3 separate regions of the Arachis hypogaea genome follow, and regions 2 and 3 are each linked to region 1. The links are chromatin contacts, called in public Hi-C maps. All regions are on one chromosome and are shown on one strand. The core of a region is the stretch at or near the end of the contact, and the rest is flanking DNA. Distances in the headings are between cores, read along the strand shown. Region 1 holds the start of LOC112795294. Region 2 holds the start of LOC140184239. Region 3 holds the start of LOC112797521 (C-terminal binding protein AN).

Region 1 (3,691 bases), core at 693-3,192:
ATACAATCATCAGCAAATAAAAGATGAGTAATGACCGGTGCTGTTGGAGCAAGCTTAATTCCTGATATAAGATTTTCCTTCCTCGCTTTTTCCATGAGAATAGTAAAATACTCCGCAGCCAAAATAAATAAATAGGGTGATAAGGGATCTCCCTGTCTAAGACCTCTCTGTGGAATGATGTTGGTTGATAGCTTGCCATTTATTTTGAATCTATAAGTAGCACTTTTCACACAGCTCATCGTCAATGTGATCCACTCTTTGCTAAAACCAAACTCTTCCATTACCCTTTGTAGAAAATCCCATTCCAGCCTGTCATATGCCTTGTTCATATCCAATTTAATGGCTACTTCATTGCTTTCATGCTTTCCTTTTTTGTTTAATTTATGAAAAGCTTCTTGCACAATCACTATATTGTCTTGTATAAGTCTTCCTTTTACAAATGCACTCTGAACTGGTGAGATAATAGCATCTAATACTTTCCTTAATCTTCCCACCAATATCCTTGTCACAATCTTATACACGAAGTTGCAACAGCTTATGGGTCTGAGTTGATTCAGGCTTTCTGGTTGTCTCATTTTCGGTATCAACACAACAGTAGTTTCTCCCATGTCCTCCGGTAACCTGCCCTCTTTGAAAATTTGCTTGACTACCCCACACACTTCTCTGCTCAAAATTTTCCAATGTTGTTGATAGAACATTCCATTTAATCCATCTGGGCCTGGTGCTTTTAAGCCTCCCATGCTAAACACTGCCTCCTTTATTTCCTCATCCGTGATGATTGCCATTAACTCCTCATTCATCTTTGTCGTGACTCTTTTTGGAATTTCTGTTACACATTCCTCTAGGTTCCTATTTCCTTCAGATGTGAAAAGTTTGGTGAAATGTCTTTCAACTAATCTCATAATATTTGCTTCCCCTTGCGTCCACTGCCCTGTCTCATCTCTAAGTTTTTCAATTCTATTTCTTATTCTTCTCTGAATTGTAGTCGCATGAAAGAAGGCTGTATTTTTGTCACCCCACTTTAACCATTTCAGCCTTGACCTTTGCCCCCAATATTTCTCTTCTTGTTTCCAGAGTTCTGAGATTTGCTTTTTCAATTCTCTTTCCCTTCTTTGTTCCTCTTCATTCATATGTGACTCTTGAATTTGATGAAGTTCTAATTTCTTCCTTTCTATTTCTTTATCTGCTCTTCTGAAACTCCTACTGCTCCATTCCAATAATTCCCTTTTGCATCTATTCCTCTTAATTTTGAATTGGTTCCAACAGTTACTATTTCCATCCTCCCGTTGCCAGCTCCTTTTGATCACCTCTCTGCACTCTTTATGCTCTGCCCAGTAGGCCTCAAACCTGAACTCCTTTTTTATCCGAACACTCCGCTGCGTGTCCAAAATTAAAGCGCAATGATCCGAGGTAATAGCTGGAGAAGCTCTTAAGGTGACATTCTGGTGTATTTGCATCCATTTCCAATTTACTAACACTCTATCAAGTCTTTCCCTAGTTATAACATTATTCCTAGGATTACTAAACCAAGTATACTTATTACCTTTTAGGTCAATATCTATTAAGCCATTATCATGTACAAACCTTCTAAATGTTTCAAGATAAATATTTGGTTGGGGATGAATACCTACCTTCTCATCTTGATTTAAAATATCATTAAAGTCTCCCAAAAAGGCTTGAGCTACATCCTGGTTCATGTTGCTTACCGTAAGTTCCTGCCATAATTTCCTTCGTTTCTGGAAAACTGGATTCCCATACACAAAAATACCCTGCCAATTCAAATCATTATTAATATTAATATTTGCTTTAATGTAATTGTCACACCACTCATAAACATTAATATTTGTATTAGATTTCCATAACAAGCTTAGACCGCCGGACAGGCCCCGGGGTTCCACACAAAACATATAATCAAAATTCAGCTTTCTTTTTACCCTATCCATTTTAACCTTACTAGCTCTAGTTTCCATTAAAAACACTATTAGCGGCTTAACTTTTTTACATAGCTCATATAATTCAGACATTGTCGGGGCAGCCGCTATTCCCCGACAATTCCAGCTTATAATACTCATGGCTGAGGTTGGGGCATGTTAAGGCCCGCCTCCTCAGCCATTTGTATTCCCCTACTTTGCCTAGCCAATTGTATAGCTAACTCAAACTCCCCTGTGTCCAAGGCTGTTTTGTCATTCTTCATTTTCTTGTGCTCCTTGTTCTCCTGATTGTCATTCATGTCCTTGTATGTGAGCATTGGCACCTGCATGTTCTCTCTTTTCCTCTTCAAACTCAATTTCAGTTCCAATTTTTTGGCTAACTTTGCTTCCCAATCAGCTTGTTCCTCAGCTGCTATGTCTCCAACTTCATCATCATCACTTGCTAATTCCACATAGTAGACATTTTCTCCCGAATTCTTATTTTGACCAACCAATTCTAGCTCTCTGTTCTTTGCCTCGTTGGGTGGGTTGATGAATTCTTCTCTTTGCTTTCCTCTTTCCTCTACTTCCTGGTGATTCTTACTGTCCATTCTGCCTTTACCCGCCTGCTCCTTCTTCTCCCTTGCTAACATAAGCCTTTTTAATTCCTGGCCTATAGTTTCTCTTTCTCTTATATTTTGCTGGCCCAAATTCCAATCTTCTGTTTTGTAGCTGTTTACCTCCATTTCTTCTCTTGGATTTTTATTTAGCCCACTCCCTTCAATGTTCCCAATTTGCAAAAGGTTAACCTCTAATTCGGGCCCAATATCCTCTCCTGGTCCATTTCCACTTGCCTTCTGATCCTCTTTCCCCTTTTGTCCCTCCTGGGCCTTTGTGTTGCTGGCCCATTCCTTCCGTTCTCTTATTTCCTTGAAAATGCTTTTAATTTTAAACGCCGCTCCTAGGTCAAACATCGCATTCCTGTCTTCCTGAAAATCAGGGATTTTCGGTGCTTCCTTCACCTGCTCCTCTGCTTCTGCCATTTCTTCATCTCTCCTTAAAGGGTTTTCCCATACGCTTTCTTCCCTGATTTTCTGCTGCAGTGCCTGCTCAGACCTTATCCTGCTTTCCTCAGAACTCTGTTCATCACCACTCTCCCATCCTGGACGCACGTGCTCACGCGCCTGTTCCTCCTCTGCCTGCTTCTCTCCATGTTGTTTTGAAGTTCCTCCTTTCATGGTTGGCCCTGGTTTCATTTGGGTTATTCCCAATCCTGGTGAGTACTTCTTCTTAGAAGGATCCCAGCAAGCCATTGCTGTTGGGTTTTTGCACGATTTCTTCTCGTGTCCTAGTATACCTCAATTGAAGCAGTAGCTGTCTGGTAGTCTTTCATACTTGAAGAAAACCCACAGTGGTGGCATTTCCCCTCTGTCGAGCCAGAATCCTGTTGGCAGAGCCTTTGTGATATTAATGCTAACCCTTATCCTCAGGTATGATCTCTTAAGAACGCCATCCACTTTTGGATCTTCAGCCTCAGCCAAAACCCCCAGCATTTCTCCGATAACAGTGCCTGTCTCCTTTTCCATGAGGTCGTGTGGTATACCATGCACTTGTATCCAAAACTCCATAAAGTCATGATCCACTTCAAACACAGATTCCCCCTCCCTCCACAGTCTGAGGTTGACCATGTTTCCTTTCACATTCCAAGGGCCATTCTGCATAATCTGTAGCCCTCTTTTCCTGTCTTTAAAGCTAAATAACATCTTCTTTGCTCCTATATC
Region 2 (3,578 bases), core at 100-2,599, 280 kb before region 1:
ATCCGGAAAGGAAGGGCTACCCCATGCAACCGAACTAATGGGGTTGGTCCACGGTCACCAAGGTCATTTGGAACAGCTGGAACAAGAATTAGAACGAAAACGAGAGGCAGAATGAAATCTCAGAGAAGAGATAGAGTGACGGAAAGAGTTGGAAGAAAAACTCTTGAAGCTCGAATCTTCCCTTAGAAATCGAAACTCCCGTGGTGACAAAGAAGAGTCGCCCCTGGAGGGAGAGGATTTGTTCAGTGAGAACATAATGAGGGCAAAAGTTCCAAGAAACTTTAAAAGCCCTGATATGAACTTCTATAACAGAACCACAGACCCGAAGCATCATTTAAGCAATTTTAAAAGTTGAATGTATCTGGCTGACGCTTCTGATGCGACTCACTGCAAAGCTTTCCCGACCACCCTGTCGAAAGTAGCGATGAAATGGTTCGATAGCCTCCCCCAAGGTCGGTTACCAGCTTTGAGGAACTCTCGAGAAAGTTCTTAATGGGTTCTCTATCCAGAAAGATAAAGTAAAGCACGCACCGAGTCTCCTGGGAGTTAAACAGGAGGTCAGAGAACCTCTATGAGACTACATGGAAAGGTTCAACAAAGCATGCTTGGAGATTCAAGACCTGCCCACCGAGGCAATTATCATGGGGCTAGTAAATAGAGAGGGCCCCTTCTCTCAGTCCATATAAAAAAGGCACCCCACCTCTTTGAGTGATGTACAAGAGAGAGTAGAAAAGTACATCAACATGGAGAAAAATGCCAGATTACGGGAGCCAAGTTGGCGACATGGGCCCCCTCACTCAGCAAAAGAGAAAGAAAGGGAGCCCAAGAAAAAAGAGGAGGTCGGTCCCGACAGGCTGAGGAAATATCACTCCTATACTCCTCTAAAAGTCTCCCTAGTAGACGTATACAGAGAAATTTGTAATACTGAAAGATTGCTGCCCCCTAGACCCATCAAAAACAAAAAGGGAGGAAGTCGCGGTGACTACTGCGAGTACCATAAGATGTATGGCCACTCAACAAATGATTGCTACGACCTTAAAAACGTGATAGAAAGGTTGGCTAGGGAAGGCCGACTTGATAGATATCTCGTGGAAAGGTCGGACAATCATGGAAAAAGGAAGCGAGATGACGAGGACAGAAGAGACCCACCACCACAAACCCCCAAGAGGCATATACATATGATCTCTGGAGGATTTGCGGGAGGAGGACTTACTAAATCATCTCGCAAACGACACCTAAAGTGAGTATACCAAGTCGGGAAAGAATCCCCCGATCTCCCAACCATCTCATTCACCAAAGAGGATGGGCAGGGGATCATGCCCGGGCATGACGACCCGGTGGTGATAACCATGATCTTGGCAAATGCCAACCTCCACAGGACCTTGGTAGACCAAGGGAGTTCGGCTGATATACTCTTTAAGCCTGCATTCAACAAGTTAGGGTTGGATGAAAGGGAGCTAAAAGCTTACCCGGACACCCTGTATGGGCTAGGAGATATGCCAATTAGGCCACTGGGATACATCCCCCTCCACACTACCTTCAAAAAGGGGGAAAATTCCAAAACTCTGAGCATCGACTTTATCGTCATCGATGTCGGATCGGCGTATAACGCCTTAATCGGCAGGACTACGCTAAATCGGCTCAAAGCAGTGGTGTCAATCCCTCACCTTTGCATGAAATTTCCAACACCTAAGGGAATAGCAATGGTGCGGGAAGACCAGAAGTTGGCAAGAAAATGCTACAATGAAAGCTTGAACCTCCGAGGAAAGAACAAGGAAGTTCACACTATAGAGCTCAGGGGAATAAAAGCCAAAGAATAGCTGTGGCCACAGCCGGGGGGAAGAACCGAAGAGGTTCAAATCGGAAAAGAGGAAGGAAAAATACCAACATAGGGGACAACCTAGATGAAGACTTGAAATAGAGGCTGATAAAGCTCCTGCAAGATAATTCCGACCTCTTCGCTTGAAAAGCTTCTGACATGCCAGGGATAGACCCTCAGCTCATGTCCCACAAGCTTTCAGTACACCCCGGATCATGACCCGTACAGCAGCACAGGCGCAAGCTCGGAACAGAACGAGCTCAGGCAGTGGAGGAGCAAGTGCAAGCCCTCTTGGAGGCCAACTTCATCCGAGAGGTCAAGTATCCGGCATGGCTAGCAAATTTAGTGCTAGTCAAAAAGCAAAACGGCAAGTGGAGGATGTGCATCGACTACACCGACCTGAACAAAGCGTGCTCTAAAGACCCATATCCACTTTCCATTATTGACACCCTAGTAGATGCAAGCTCAGGGTATCAGTACTTGTCGTTTATGGATGCTTACTCGGGATACAACCAAATCCCGATGTACAAGTTGGATGAGGAAAAAACTCCATTCATCACACCTAGAGCAAACTACTGCTATGTGGTAATGCCTTTTGGACTAAAAAATGCTGGGGCCACATATCAAAGGTTGATGAACAAAGTTTTCGCTCCCCACTTCGGGAACTTAATGGAGGTCTACGTAGACGACATGATGGTGAAAACCAAGGAGAAAACCGATCTCTTGACAGATCTCTCGCAAGTTTTCAACACCATAAGGTCGCATGAGATGAGACTAAATCCCACAAAATGCACCTTCGCGGTGGAAGCGGGAAAATTCCTAGGGTTCATGCTAACACAAAGGGGGATCGAAGCTAATTCTGACAAGTGCAAAGCTATCCTGGAAATGAAAAGTCCGACTTGTCTAAAGAAGGTCCAACAATTGAACGGACGGCTCGCCGCCCTTTCCAGTTTCCTGGCGGGATCAGCACTAAGATCCCTTCCACTATTCTCTCTACTAAGAAAAGGATGCCAGTTCGAATGGACTCCGAAATGCGAAGAAGCATTCCAGAAGTTCAAAAGGTTCTTGAGCCATCCTCTAATCCTGACCCGACCCATAGTTGGGGAAGAGCTCGTCCTATACCTGTCAGTAGCAGATAGAGCTATAGCATCAGCTCTAATACGGGAGGATGAGGTCAAGCAGCATCCTGTATACTTCACCAGCAAAGTTTTACAAGGCCCAGAACTGAAGTATCAAAAACTTGAAAAGTTTGCATACTCCTTAGTAGTAGCCTCACACCGATTACGACCGTATTTCCAAGCGCACACAATAAAAGTCCGAACGAACCAGCCCATGAAGCAGATCCTCCAGAAGACGGATATTGCGGGCAGAATGGTTCAATGGGCAATAGAGCTCTCTGAATTCGACCTGAAATACGAAGCCCAGATGGTAATAAAAGCTCAATGCCTCACCGACTTCCTAGCAGAATACGCCGGAGATCAAGAGAAAAAATCCACTACATGGGAGTTATATGTAGATGGGTCCTCCAACAAGGTTGGAAGCGGTGCAAGCATAATACTGGTCAGCGAAGGAGGAACGCAAATAAAAGTCTCCCTCAAGTTCGAGTTTCCAGCTTCCAACAATCAGGCAGAATATGAAGCCTTGATTGCAGGATTAAAGTTGGTAGAAGAAGTTGGCGCAACTAAAGTAAGGATATTTAGCGACTCTCAGGTGGTGACCTCCCAAATAAACGAAGAGTATCAGGCCAAGGATCCTAACA
Region 3 (3,406 bases), core at 327-2,826, 300 kb before region 1:
AAACAAAAGCATCACAATCTTCACATATTCACCAATACTGTCACTCATAATTATATGCGACAAAGTCTTGTTCCACCAGGTGGTCAACAACATAAAGTCATGAATCATTAAATCAATGACATATTGTCCTGCTAAATTCTAAGTCTCTCTTAAGAGTTTTCTCTACAGTTTTTCTAGATCTCCCTCTACCTTCCTACTTCCTAGGAACCTATTTTACTACCTTCCTCGTAATCCACTCTCCATCACTCACAAATACATTTACACCATGAAATCCAAACTAGGAGATCTCAAACTAGACCAAAAGCCTCGTGTTAAGAAAGCAGAGTAAAAAAAACCGACCATTTCTTAAAATTAACATCCTAATCATGAATCCTAGCTGCCAAACACCAATTGCATCAAATGTAAGAAGAATATACGAACCTATTAAATGAAAGCATGAAATCCACAGAAGGAAACACCACTGACCAGTTCAAATTTCAAAATATGGACATTCCTTCAATTCACTTTTTTTACAACAAATAAATATAATTAAAAAGGAAAACCAGCAATTGAAGAAGAAGGCGGAGGTGGTGGTACCGGATGAACATCGAAATAAAGCACGCTCATCTTGAATGCCAAGCTGCGAGTTGCAAGCGACCGGGCGGAGGCAGATCTGCCAACGATGCCAAGTACGAGTCCTCGGCACCGCCGCATACCACGGCAGAGCGGCTGAATGGAACCGAGCCAGCCGGAGGCGGAGAGAGCGTGGCGGGAGAGGAGGTGAGTGCGGCGGAGGAGGCCGAGGAAGAGGGCCATGACAGTGTCAGCGATCTCCTCAGCTCTAGAGGTGTCGACATGGACGAGGCGGAGGCCGAGGTCGGAGGCGAGTGCGGAGTCGACGGCGCGGTCAGAGGAGCCGAGGCAGAGGAGGAGGTGGTAGGGGCGGAGGCGGCGCTGGGCAGCGCGTGGGAGGTAGGCGAGGGAGTGGAGGAGGACAGCGGCGGCGGATTCGATCTTGCCGTCGGAGAGGCGGCTGAGGGGGACGTGCTCGACGGCGGCGACGCCGGTTAGGGATTCGAGCTCGATGGAGCAGTCTTCGATGCAATTTAGGGTGACCACTAAGGGAAGTGGCGCAGGGTTGTTACGATGAGGCATTGCAGCATACAATTCCGAACTCTATCTCTCTCAGTTTCTGTGATTCGCTGCGTTCCTCTTTTCTCTACTCTTCACTTTTTGCTCTTTGCTTCACCGCAGATCGCCCGCTTCTGCCAAGCCTCATCACCAGTCACCACCAAATCAAAGTGTCGTCCCTTTTTTTTTTTTAATATTTATTTCAAGTCAATGCTTTTTAGTTTTTACAAACTAATAAGTGAAAACTAATTTAGGATAATTTACAAAATTAAATAATTTAAAAATTATTATACAAGTTCAATAAATGAAAAATGATGAAGGTATTCAAAAGTTGTTTGTATCGCGATTTACCTGAAAAATAGAAAAAATGCATAAACTACTACTGTCAAAAGAAATGGAAACGTACATCATAAACTAGGATGGATCACGGTGGTTTACACACAATCTAATTCTCTACTCTTTGTAGCGGCTTTATAAACATCAATTGCTCTATAAATAATTAAATATCAATGACAATACCAATAAAACGAAAATATAAAAAGTGATTCGTAACAAATTGAAACTTGATTTACAAAATTTTTTAGGGGACTTTTCTTTTCTTTTTTAACCAAAATATGATGATATACATTATTAACTTTCTTTTGGCAGTAGTGTTTTACATTATTAATTTACAATCTAATTTTAATGTACTACCTAGGGGTGTGCATGGCCCGGCCCGAAGATCCGGCCCGGTCCCGAACACTTTTGGGGCTAATTTGGTGTGATTTTATCGGGTCTAGGGCCGGGTATGGGTCTTAAAAATAGACCCGGTCATTATTTCGGGTCGGGTCCGGGCCATATCTCGGGTCACCCGAAATCGGCCCGGTGACCCGGTCATCATACACAATTAATATTTTGTGTTATTAATGATGGATGATGCCTATTGTTATGTGAAATTTAAGTATTGTAAACCTTAATATTTTGTATTACTAGTCATTATATATAAGACTATAAGTTAATGTTTTATATTTAAAATGCATAAGACTTTAGACTAATGCATAATCTTATGTTATTTGTATTGATTTAAATATTTGGTGTTATTAGGCAATATTAGTATTGATTATGGTTATGCTTTAATTTTAGAGAAAAGTTGGTTCTTATTATATTTTTCTAAGTGAATTTTACCATGTCAAATAATAGTTGGAGTCTTGGAAATTTGGATATTTTTACATGCTAACTTTCAAGGTAATATAATGTTAACGGCCCGGTTTTCACCCGGTTTTTACCCGGTATAATCGTGGCCCGAAAGTGTATAGATTTCATCGGGTCTAGGGTCGGGTTCGGGTCTAACAAATAGGCCCGGTATATATTTCGGGCCGGGTCTGGGTCACATCAAACCCGGTTTCACCCGGCCCATGCACACCCCTAGTACTACCAAATAATTTTGTATAAATATTCAATTATATAATATTATATTAATAAAAATAATTAACTAATTAACTCGGTTTAAACTGTCAATATTTATTGAATCAATTAGTGAACTAATTAGTAGACCAATTTAATTTAATTTAATTTGATTATTACATATTTAATTAATAAAAAAAAGTTAACTAATACTTATTTTGTTAGGCTACGTATCTACCTAGTTAAATAAATTGAGTGAATCCTTTACCTATATACACAAAACAGAAGTTTCTTACGTGCATGTGCATTTTTATGTTTATATAAACCGTTAGAGCCAACCACGGTTTCAATTTAATACATAAACCGTGGCTACTAGACACGGTTTACTTGTGAATGGAATGTATCATAAACCGTGGCAAACTATCACTGTTTACTAAGAGAGGTAAATGCACATAAAATATGGTAAGCAGCAACGGTTTATGAAGGAGTTTGAGTAGGCATAAATATTTGTTAGCTGCAACGGTTTATGAGAAGAGAAATTCTATATATATGTGAGTGAGATTCAAGCTGGTAAAGAGATTATTGTCACAATAGAAATAACAACAATACCAACAAGAATAATTCTACTAACAATAACAATCTATAACAATATATAAAGTGAATAGGATAGTTTAGTGTCCAATTTCTATTTTTCCATCTTAATCTTATTGATAAATAGTGTTTAATATAATTGTCGTCTTAAAATTTGGTCAAAAATGTAATTATTAGTTAATTTTTTTTCTTTGTAAAGTTACTTTTTTATTCTACACATAACTTCTACTCATGTTGTCTTTTTCTCTGTTCTATGGAGTACATGTAGTACTCTCTACTTACTTTTATTTTACTTAATTAAAAAAAATGATAAATATGTGTA

Evidence for each region. Hi-C and Micro-C count contacts between places; a contact is called where the count stands out from the background.
Region 2: a Hi-C map of an unstated tissue shows a contact between it and region 1, with 4 times the contacts expected there. The contact joins the promoter of LOC140184239 here to the promoter of LOC112795294 in region 1. A contact is called at or near these places in 3 of 8 Hi-C or Micro-C datasets (leaf and an unstated tissue).
Region 3: a Hi-C map of leaf shows a contact between it and region 1, with 1.9 times the contacts expected there. The contact joins the promoter of LOC112797521 here to the promoter of LOC112795294 in region 1. A contact is called at or near these places in 2 of 8 Hi-C or Micro-C datasets (both in leaf).

What each region holds. Positions count from the first base shown.
Region 1 is chr4:118,478,041-118,481,731 of arahy.Tifrunner.gnm2.J5K5, forward strand. It overlaps LOC112795294, which reads right to left and starts at 1,943. Exons shown (of 1, transcript XM_025837232.1): 1 at 1-1,943. The coding sequence starts at 1,943.
Region 2 is chr4:118,198,216-118,201,793 of arahy.Tifrunner.gnm2.J5K5, forward strand. LOC140184239 reads left to right here and starts at 1,350. Exons shown (of 1, transcript XM_072234552.1): 1 at 1,350-1,820. The coding sequence starts at 1,350. The coding sequence ends at 1,820.
Region 3 is chr4:118,175,029-118,178,434 of arahy.Tifrunner.gnm2.J5K5, forward strand. It overlaps LOC112797521 (C-terminal binding protein AN), which reads right to left and starts at 1,577. Exons shown (of 7, transcript XM_025840505.3): 1 at 577-1,577. The coding sequence starts at 1,134.